Regions from separate parts of the Zea mays genome. Here region 1 is linked to region 2. A link is a contact called in public Hi-C data. All regions are on one chromosome and are shown on one strand. Each heading gives the region's core, a stretch centred on a gene start, on an enhancer-like site or on the middle of the called end of the contact. The rest is flanking DNA. Distances are from core to core; before and after follow the strand shown.

Region 1 (4,832 bases), core at 1,554-4,053, 330 kb before region 2:
GCGCGCTCGATCCTTGATCTAATCTCAGCCGTCCATTTGCGATCTAGCGGTTGGAAAAGCCCGATACCCCTTCGCGCGACAATTTTGCTTAAAAGACCCTCAGTTCTCGGGTAATAGAACCCGTTGTGCCTGAGTTTTGCGCGCAGGTCCCTAACTTCTTTTAAACATACCCCTGACCATTTAAATAATCACAGAATTGGGCTTAGTTTCATATTTCAAACTTCAAAACTTGTTTATTTCATATATTTTTCATATGAACTCCAAATTTAGTGGTACAAATTGCAAAATGTTCATAGAAATATTCTCTGTCCAAATAAATTATGATCATCCATAGCCTGTGCACTTTAATTTTATGCCTAGACTAAAGGTTAAGTTTAAGTAATAATGTATTTGTTTAGTAAAATAAATAAAAGGAAAAGGTTAATGGTATTTATATGGATAATGTTGTGAGATTAATAAAATGTTGGGTATGAATTGATCCCTGGTATAATTTTGTGTCTCACTAAAATTAGTAGAACTAAACTAAATAGTCCAGAATATCTAGGGAATCAATGATCTCTAATTATATTAATCCCTAGCATTTAAATCTACCCTTTATGTTCATAGTGTCTTATCAAACTTGTGTTCACTTGATTGTACATGTTTGGTGTGCTGTTTATTTGTACTTTCCAAATGTATTGAATGTATGATTGCTTTATTTAGACAACGAGCAGCCCGTGGTTCCTAAGTGTGTTGCCGAAGATCTTCCTGAGCAACAACCTGGTGAAGGCAAGTGTCCTCTGACCTATTATGTCCTACATACTTATAATTCACCGTCCCACGTTACATTATTGAAACCTAATGATTGACTAGTCTGTATTTACCTTATCCTTGTTTACCTTTTGGGTTATCATGATTAGCTTTATGCTATTACTTTACTTTAATCAATGAACATGGTGTGAATATTATGATACGATGATGTTATCCCGATGATGTTCTTGTGATACTTTAGGGGACTGAAGCTGTTTCCTAAGTACCTCTCCGTAAGGACCTGTTTGGGGAGTGACAACCCGGGATAACAGTGCAACCATGAGGGTGGAATGGGACACCCTTAGCTGATTAATTAGAGGAACCAGAGGAGTACTTGGCTTCGTCGTAGGGTCGTCAATGGGGTCCGGGCACAGTACTTGCTCTACCGAGGCTGGTTGCAGAGGTTCTTGATTCGGTTTTGTTAGTCACCCTTCCTTTGGGGAGAGGTACTGTGTTTATCAAACTGGAGAAACCTAACGAGCGGCTACGACCTCTGGGAAATCTTTGTAAAGGCTACGTAGTGATACCCTGCCAGGCCACATGGGTAGTGGTCAATGGAGATTGGCTCTTTCCGGGCAGAATGTGAATCACGACTTGTGGGTAAAGTATGCGACCTCTGCAGAGTGTTAGAAACTGGTATATCAGCCGTGCTCACGGTTATGAGCGGCCTTGGGATCCTCTTTGATTAGAAGAACTTTGGTTACTTTTACGATGATGATTAATGATGATGGTATAATTATGATCTCTGGTATTTCCTCTTGGAGGGAGTACATTTGGGTAATAAATGGGTTTATTACTAAAACTTGGCTCTACTAGTAGTAATAAATACTTGACCAACTAAAAGCAACTGCTTAACCTTAACTCCACATAAAGCTAGTCCACTTTAGCCAAACGGGACATTTGCTGAGTACGTTGATGTGTACTCACCCTTGCTTTACAAACTACCCCACACCAGGTTGTCCCCACTTTACTCAGTGCTTAGGAGGAGATGCTGGCAACATGGAGGATTTTGAGGAGTTTCAGGACTACGATGAGTTCTAGTTTATCTTAGTGGCAAACCCCCAGTCAGCTGCCTGTGAAGGCCTTATCTTCTACGTTTCGTATTTCCGCGCTTTGATGTTAATGACTATATTTTAGACTCAGTGGATGTCTTGGACATCTTGTTGTAATAAAGTATTTTTCCGCTATTTACTTTGAGCATTGTGTGATGATGTCCAATTATGTAATCGCTGTGTACGTGAGTTTCTAATCCTAGCACGTACATGGTTCGCATTCGGTTTACCTTCCAAAACCGGGTGCGACAGTTTCCACCGTCGTCGTGTCACACGTGAATCATATATGTCGTGTGTCTACACTCTCTCTCCCACGTAACGGCCCAACACAATCGGCCCGAGCAACCCACGTGCCACACCTTACTCGTCTCCCTAGCCGTGCAACTGATGGCCTTTGTATTAATGTTTGTCTATATACTATACTCCCAATCATTCGAAAAAAGAAAATGAATTAATTATTCATAGAAAAAGAAGCAATTCACATATATTTATCTCTTAAACCTATTAATGCTCATTACATTTTCATTATATACAACTGATGGTAGAAGAAGTTGAAGCATGTTTTTAATGTATGTTATGTATTAATATTTTATTGAATAATTTATATGTTGTATTTATTGAATAATTTATATGTTGTCACGGCACACAAGATACTAGTGCGAGTGTACGACCTAAACCCTTAGGACCATATCAATGAGTTAACATGGAACGAAACGTCCTATTTGCAATTAGCCTCGTCATGTTGCTAGACCGGCCCATCTTGGCCCAGATGGAAAGACTAAAAAAACCTGCAGAAGGCCATTAACCAATCGGCCCATTTACCCTCGTGACTTAAACCCTAGCATTTTCGAGACAGCCCTTCGGAACATCGTGACCGTTCGTTGGAATCTGCGAGTCAATCGAGATCGCTCTTCTCTCCGTCCCCTGCTACATATAAGGTACCTCCGGCCCCAAACTGCACGAGCTCTCTCTAGCATTACCCGGCGGCGGAAGCGTAAGCGCAAAACGAAGCAAGCGGCCGCCATGGTGAAGGGACGCACGGGACAGCGCGTCAGGCTCTACGTCCGGGGCACCATCCTTGGATACAAGAGGTGAGATCCACGCCACAGCCTCTTCTCCGTCTGTTCTACTTGCATCTGGTCATTTTTCGGTTCGATTCCGCTAACTGTGGTTGCGGTGGTGGCTGCGCAGGTCCAAGTCGAACCAGTACGAGACCACGTCTCTCGTGCAGATCGAGGGGGTGAACACCAAGGAGGATGTCGCGTGGTACGCTGGCAAGCGCATGGCGTACATCTACAAGGCCAAGACCAAGAGCAATGAGACCCGCTACAGGTGCATCTGGGGCAAGGTCACCCGTCCGCACGGAAACTCGGGCGTCGTCCGTGCCAAGTTCATGTCCAACCTCCCGCCTGAGTCCATGGTCAGTGACGCAACCTCTAAGCTGTTTGATGCCTGATCCCAATTGATGGTTGGTCTCTCTCCTGATGCTGTTTTTATTTGAGTGCAGGGGCGCAAGGTCAGAGTGTTCATGTACCCGAGCAGCATCTAAGGTTAGGATCCGGAAACGACTGATCTTCTCTATTTGTTTGGCTGGTTGATCTTGAATTTGTTGTTTGTGATCGAATGATATGACAACGAATTTTGCGTAGACTGCACTGGCCATTGCTGTAGTCCATGGTCTAGCACTTTTAGGTGGTTAAAACGCATCATTATTTGTGGTTACGGTTGTTTATTAGTAGTCACATTGAGTCTATAGCAGCAAACAGTGTCTATTCATCTGAGAAATTTCGGCTTTTGTAGTTTGGTGTGCTCATGTTGATACTGCTTGTATTCAGTGAGTTTATAGTTTGCTGAGTGATTAATTCAATTAGCTTAGAACGCCAAGTTAAAACTTTCAGTCTTTACATGTCTCAATGGTACCAAACACACGTGGAATATACATTGTTTAGTTTGTTAGTTCAGTAATAGTTCCTCTGTTCACAAATGTAGCTACATTTCTAGTAGCAAAAAATACATACTCCTTGTGAATCATAAATCAATATTAGGAAAATTAACTGTGAGGAATGGGAACGGTGAAATATGGTGGAAAAGTTTACCCTTGTGGAAACTTTACTATTATGGATGGAGTATATAGTTCTAAATAATCTTTTCCAGTTTTCTATCAGTTATTCTGTTTTATTTATTAGATGCCTACCAGCATTTGATTGTATCTGTTTCTTTGCACTGGAGTAATCAAATGCTTTTTGCATCAGTTCTTAATTGTGCTGTCACTATGTATTGGATATAGTGATGCCTATTTGGAGCACTTTTAGACTAGGCAGTTTTTAGTTTTAGGCACCTTGAAATGTCTATCTCACTCAGTCATAGAGGGTTTGAAGCAGCCTCTTCGCATTTGCAGGGGAAGTCTTGCCTCTTTATAATTTCCCCGAACCCCACTTATTAGGGTTTGTTCGGTTATTTTCATCCATATGGATTGGAGGGGATTGATACGGATTTGGAGAGATTTTGACTTACTAGAGATTGAAACCCCCTCAATCCGGCTCAATACATATGGATTGGGGTTGAACCGAACAAGGGAGCCTGTGGTGCTGGGTCTGCCCATTTATGTTTATATTGGGCATATAGAACTAGAGAAGAGTAAATGATGTTTCTATACAAGCACTGATATCGAGGGAATGTTTATTTCCTTTTTCATACTCCCATCTGTCCCAAAATATAGTTCTTTCTATCTCTTTTTTCCTGTCCACATTCGAATATATGTCTGCAATGCCTTTGCTTATCCTATTTTTGGCTTATATGTCTGCAGGTTTTGTTGGAGTAAAGATGGACTAGAAATGGCCATGTGTTTATTTCTCACTTTTCTCTGAACTTAAAATGCCTTGTGTTGGTAACTTAGATTGTTCAAGTGCTGAACCTGTGGAAGTTGTGCCAAAATTTGTTGTCGAACGGATGAACTATTGTCGTAATGTTATGCCAGCAGCAGATCTTAAT
Region 2 (5,238 bases), core at 1,289-3,788:
TTGCTCCACACTCAATAGCCCATTCCATGCATTGCTTGATTGATTCATACCTATACTCACCAAGCATTACTTTGTTTGAAATATTGCAATTGATCTCCAAAGTATTATGAATCTTATTCATGACCTTAACCATGGGATTCTTTGAGCGCTTCAGTGGGCTATTAACAACAGTAGGACTAGCTCTTTTCTTTGACTGAGTTGAGACGCCTCTCTTCGACTGAGTTGACTTGCTGCCACTAGCAAAAGGAGACGCAAATTCATCATATTGAGCATCACAGTCTGCCTCAAATGTGCCAAAATCAACTCCATCAATACCATCAACCTCAGTCTCATGATTTTCCACATCATAAAATTCACCTGGAGCGCATGATGTAGATCCATCCACTGCAATATGTTCAAACATTTGTGTCATGAAATCTTCATTTTCTGGAGGGCCATATTTCAGTTTCTTCCAATCAGGATGCCCCTGCATAACAATTACAATATTTAGATGAAAGAAATTAAAACAAGTACAATATAACTTTAACTAATATGTTATTACCTTTGTATTTTTCTTCCAGTATTCATCACTTGCAATCACAGTCCCTAGCTTAGAATCCCATCCAAGTCCTGTAGCTTTGTTTAGACCAAGCCAAAAACTGTAAAGCCCTTTCAGTAAATCCTACTTATTCTTCAATTGAGTTTTGCTGTGAAGCAAACCAGTTCTTTGTCGATACTTAACACAAATATTTTTATACGCTGCAGTAGTTAGTGTTCCATTTGGTCTGTTACCAGCTTCAATCTCTTCAACACATATTTCACAAAAAGTTCTAGTATTCATGGATGACCAATCTGCCTTGTCATATTTCTCCTTCTATACGAAAATATATGTACAAGCATATCACATATGAACATTACAAATGTCTACAAATTAGCAATGGCCATGTGTTAGAAAATTACTCACCGAATTATTTGCAGTAATTTCAGCTTCAACTTCAATTGGTTCATCATCTTCCCGACCTTGAGCATTTAAATCGATGTCAATACCAACACTTCGGCCACCACGAATGCTCCTTCCGGCACTCCTACTACCGCGTATCACACCACGTTTGACAGAACTAGTGCCATGACCGGCACTACGCCCTGCCAGTGTAAATCCTGCGCCACGACGACCTGCCGTCATGGAACCACGTACCATGGTTGGTCTGCCTCGTTCAGGTGCCGTAACATCACCAACTCCTGATTCAATGTTTGCTGGTTCCGACGGAGGATCCATCACAATACACCTGTAGATAGAGTAGCATTGTAGCAATTAGATGGTCGCACTCTGGATCTCGGCAGGATAGTTGCAGAGAAAAATTAGGCGCCCCAGCTGATCTGCGGCTGGAATCGGCTGCCCCCGCCCGCCCACTAAAATTTCAGCAACATTCCAATAGCAATGTAATAGAAATTTATCATAATTTAACATTCCAACAACCTCAAATAATAATTTTAGCACCAAACAATAATTTCAACTGGATCTGGAATTCTGAAAGCTACACCTCAGCCGCTCGGTCTGTAGTTTCCGTCAGGCGTCAGCCAGCCAGCACCACAGTAGCTCTCGGCCTGTAGCTTCCGTGATTCCGTTGAGTTGGTGCACCACAATCCTGTCAACTCGTCAAGATCCATGAGGGCAGCAAAGAGCAAACAAAAAAAATCAACGCGTCTAGTGTGGACAGCAAACAAAAAAAGGTCTCCATGAGATTAAGACCAAATGATGCAAGGGTAAAAACACTAACCCGATCGATGCCACTAGTGCACCATAGTGACTGAGGCTAACTCCACGCGTCCACGCGGCAACAGAAATGGCCTAGAGTCCGTGGACTGGACCGCTGGCCGAAGAAGTAGTGTGCCTGGCGGACGACAGCAAGCCAGCAACTTCCTGGGCGGACCGCGGAGGCGCAGATAGCAACGGCAATGGCCGTCGGACGGTGGGTCACGGTCACGGACTCGCACTAGAACCAGACAAGGGCACCTGGAGCCTGGCGGCTAGGGTTAGGAGGAGTCAAGGAGGAACTATGCTGGATTTGCTGGTCGCTGGATGTCGGATAGGCGCAAAAACGATTCAGTGGATTATAATGGCAATAATGGGTAATTTCTAGGAAATTTGAAAGGGTAGTGGGGAAGTGGGAAAAAATAATCTGAAATAAGCACCTCCTCACTTGCTTATGGATTATCATAATCTAAGGGGTTAGATTATATAATCTGAGCAAATAAGCTGGACTGTTTGTTTGTCTCTTAGGATTATTTAATCGAGATTATATAATCTGGGGTAAACAAACAAGCCCTTAAGTTGTATTCAAAACTGGACCGATATCGATAATCGAATAATTTGTATCATCCCAATGTAAGAATATGGTACTAGCTTTAGCTTCAGTTAATAAAACAGTTGCATTTTGTCTAGGAGTAGAAGGCTCCAACTGGTTTATATTGTGGACGCTCCGTTGTGGTATGTCAGGTTGTGAGCCTGTGACTGTTGTGAGCTGCTGAATCCAGGATGGGCAGATATTTGCGCCACCGTGGCTATAAAGCCTCTTTTGACCAAACCCTTCTCCCTCTCACAAAACCCTAGCTTTCCCTCCTCCCCTGTTTTGCGGCGCGCCACGAACTCGCGACGCTCTCGAGAGATCCATGGATCGGCGCAAGGGCGGCAACCGCGACGCCAACGGCAGCCTGGTCGAGGCCACGGCGTCGCGGCTGAGGGTCGAATCCGACGAGGAGGCGGAAGAGGTGGGGATGGAGGTGGAAGAGAGCTTCGACGCGGGGGTGGAAGACGAGCAGGCGGCGGCGGAGGTGATTGGAAGCGAAAAGACCAGCGCCGACTACTACTTCGACTCCTACTCCCACTTCGGTACGCGCGCCCCTTCTGTTCATTTCGCGCTATTTTCCCGCAGATTTGTATGTTTTTGTGTATCGGAAGCTTCGACCCTGGTTTGCTTATGGGTCCAAGGGAGTGACATAGTTTCACGTATGGTTGTAAGTGGGGAAAAGGATGGGCCTTTGCCTGCACGAATTTGGAGCCTGTTTAGTGTGCATTAACTATTTGTAGGAGTCATTATTCATTTCAGTATTAGTTCGAGTGAAGAATTTAGATGGTGCTGATGGCCAAGCAGCAAAAATATTTTCTTGTGTATTTTGTTGCCTGTATGTTGGCACTTCTGATAGTTTATCATTGTATATATTATATAATCGAGTATTGATGTGATTGATCATCAACCAGAGCTTTCATTAATCATTGGTCTCTGCGGAGGAACCGAAAGATTGTTGTTTTGTTGGTTCTGTACTGCGTGTGGCTTTTCAGTGCTCCACCAAATGATAAATGTTTGACTGAAGTTGTTTCTCGGCTGAAAATTGATCTTTCCTGAAGTTCTGATCATTAGCTACTACTTACAATCTAGTTTTACAACTGACACAGGGCAGTTAGTCATAGCTTCAGTGGCTCCATACTTTGATGTGGCTATTATTCAGCCAATGTGTAGTTAAATGTTTGGTGGTCAGTGTGGTGTGGTAGAAAATAAAGGCGCCAAAGATGTATTCTTGTTCTGTTGAATTGTTGTAAGGAATGTAATTAATTGTATGAATGTTGTTGTTGAAGTGTTGTGTACTCTTCCGCTAGCCTCTTTTTCATCTATGGTATACTTTAGGCTACTTTAGTGCTGTTTTGAGGAAGAGAAACATTAGAACTGAATTATTGGAATTTCTGATTTTGTCATCACCTGATTCATGTAGCACGAGTCCATATATCCTACTCTTGTACTAGTTTTTTTCCCACCATAACCGTATATGCTATCATTTTTTAAATTTACCTGCTGTGTTCTGTTTCTATACAGTAAGTTCAGTTATTTACTCAACTAATCATGCTTCACTGTTCAATGAAGTCGATGCTTATTAAGGTTTCCCATGTTCTTTGTTTTGCAGGTATTCATGAAGTAAGTGGTTCTTCAAGAAACCTTACATGTGGTGGTAGCTTATTAGCACCACGTTTTACAAGCATCTAATATCTCATTAATTTGAAATATTTGAAGTCAGTATGCCTATGCAGTGGAGATGCCAATTATTTGCATGTGCTGACTGCAGGAAATGCTAAAAGATGTCGTTCGGACAAAAACATATCAAAATGTTATCACCCAGAGTAGCTTTCTTATCAAGAACAAAGTAGTCCTTGATGTTGGTGCTGGAACTGGAATTCTTTCTCTTTTCTGTGCAAAAGCAGGAGCTAAACATGTCTATGCGGTTAGTTGGTTGACTTCTGTTCATGTTTTCAATTTCCCTTCTTGTGTGGCCACAAATCCAATGCAACATACGCATTTCCGCAACACTTATTTGCTGAAAAAAGTGTTTTTTCCTCCTTTTTTGTTAAAAAATTGGATGGCCATTTTCATGTGGAATATGTTCATTGTCTACAAATGGAGGGTTTGCAATATTGACAACATGTAGTTTAGTATATGAAGTTCTATAGTTTAGGGTATGTATTTTGCTTTCTTGTTGGACACCATTTGTCTATTATCTTGGCATCTTGTGACTGCGTTTTTTTACTTCAATCCTTCTATTTTGCTGCCATTTTTTATCTATTCTTTGCCACTGTTCTTCTGTCATCTTGACATCTTATAAACATGCTTTTAATTTAAGTACCTGTTCTTTTACTAATATATAATGATCTGATCTTTTACAGATTGAATGTTCCCAGATGGCAGACATGGCACAGGAAATTGTAAAATCAAATGGATATTCAGATGGTGAATTCCTGTCATCATATTACTCTCTGTTCTGTACCTACATATAATGCTTATTTGGCTATGATGTATTCTTACAATTATTTTCATCTGTGCAGTCATAACTGTAATAAAAGGGAAAGTGGAAGAAATAGAACTTCCAGTCCCAAAAGTAGATGTCATCATCTCAGAGTGGATGGGCTATTTCCTCCTGTTCGAGAATATGTTGAACACTGTCCTATATGCACGTGATAAATGGCTTGTAAGCGATCCTTTATAAAATCATCAGTACAATTTTCAGATTCTGTTCTTCACTATTGATGTTACCTGTTTGATTCATTGTGTTTATTCTCTTTTTAGCATTTTTTTACAAAATACAATTTGATTGTCTATGAATATCCTTATCTGTCGTTCTGTAAAATATTTGAACTTTCTGAGGGCAGCTTAGGTTGTGCTACTTTTCTGTAGGCTGATGGTGGTGTGGTCCTGCCAGACAGGACTTCTTTGC

Evidence for each region. Hi-C and Micro-C count contacts between places; a contact is called where the count stands out from the background.
Region 1: a Hi-C map of tassel shows a contact between it and region 2, with 7 times the contacts expected there. The contact joins the promoter of LOC100282164 here to the promoter of LOC100283446 in region 2. A contact is called at or near these places in 7 of 25 Hi-C or Micro-C datasets (ear, endosperm, leaf and 1 more).

The regions. Positions count from the first base shown.
Region 1 is chr7:100,374,456-100,379,287 of Zm-B73-REFERENCE-NAM-5.0, reverse strand. It overlaps LOC100282164 (60S ribosomal protein L35a-like), which reads left to right and starts at 2,803. Exons shown (of 4, transcript NM_001155076.2): 1 at 2,803-2,932; 2 at 3,033-3,261; 3 at 3,349-3,391; 4 at 4,648-4,832. The coding sequence starts at 2,865. The coding sequence ends at 3,390.
Region 2 is chr7:100,038,918-100,044,155 of Zm-B73-REFERENCE-NAM-5.0, reverse strand. It overlaps LOC100283446, which reads left to right and starts at 2,538. Exons shown (of 9, transcript NM_001156347.2): 1 at 2,538-2,869; 2 at 3,937-3,947; 3 at 4,096-4,251; 4 at 4,691-4,754; 5 at 4,850-4,992; 6 at 5,199-5,238. The coding sequence starts at 2,650. It also overlaps the pseudogene LOC103632625.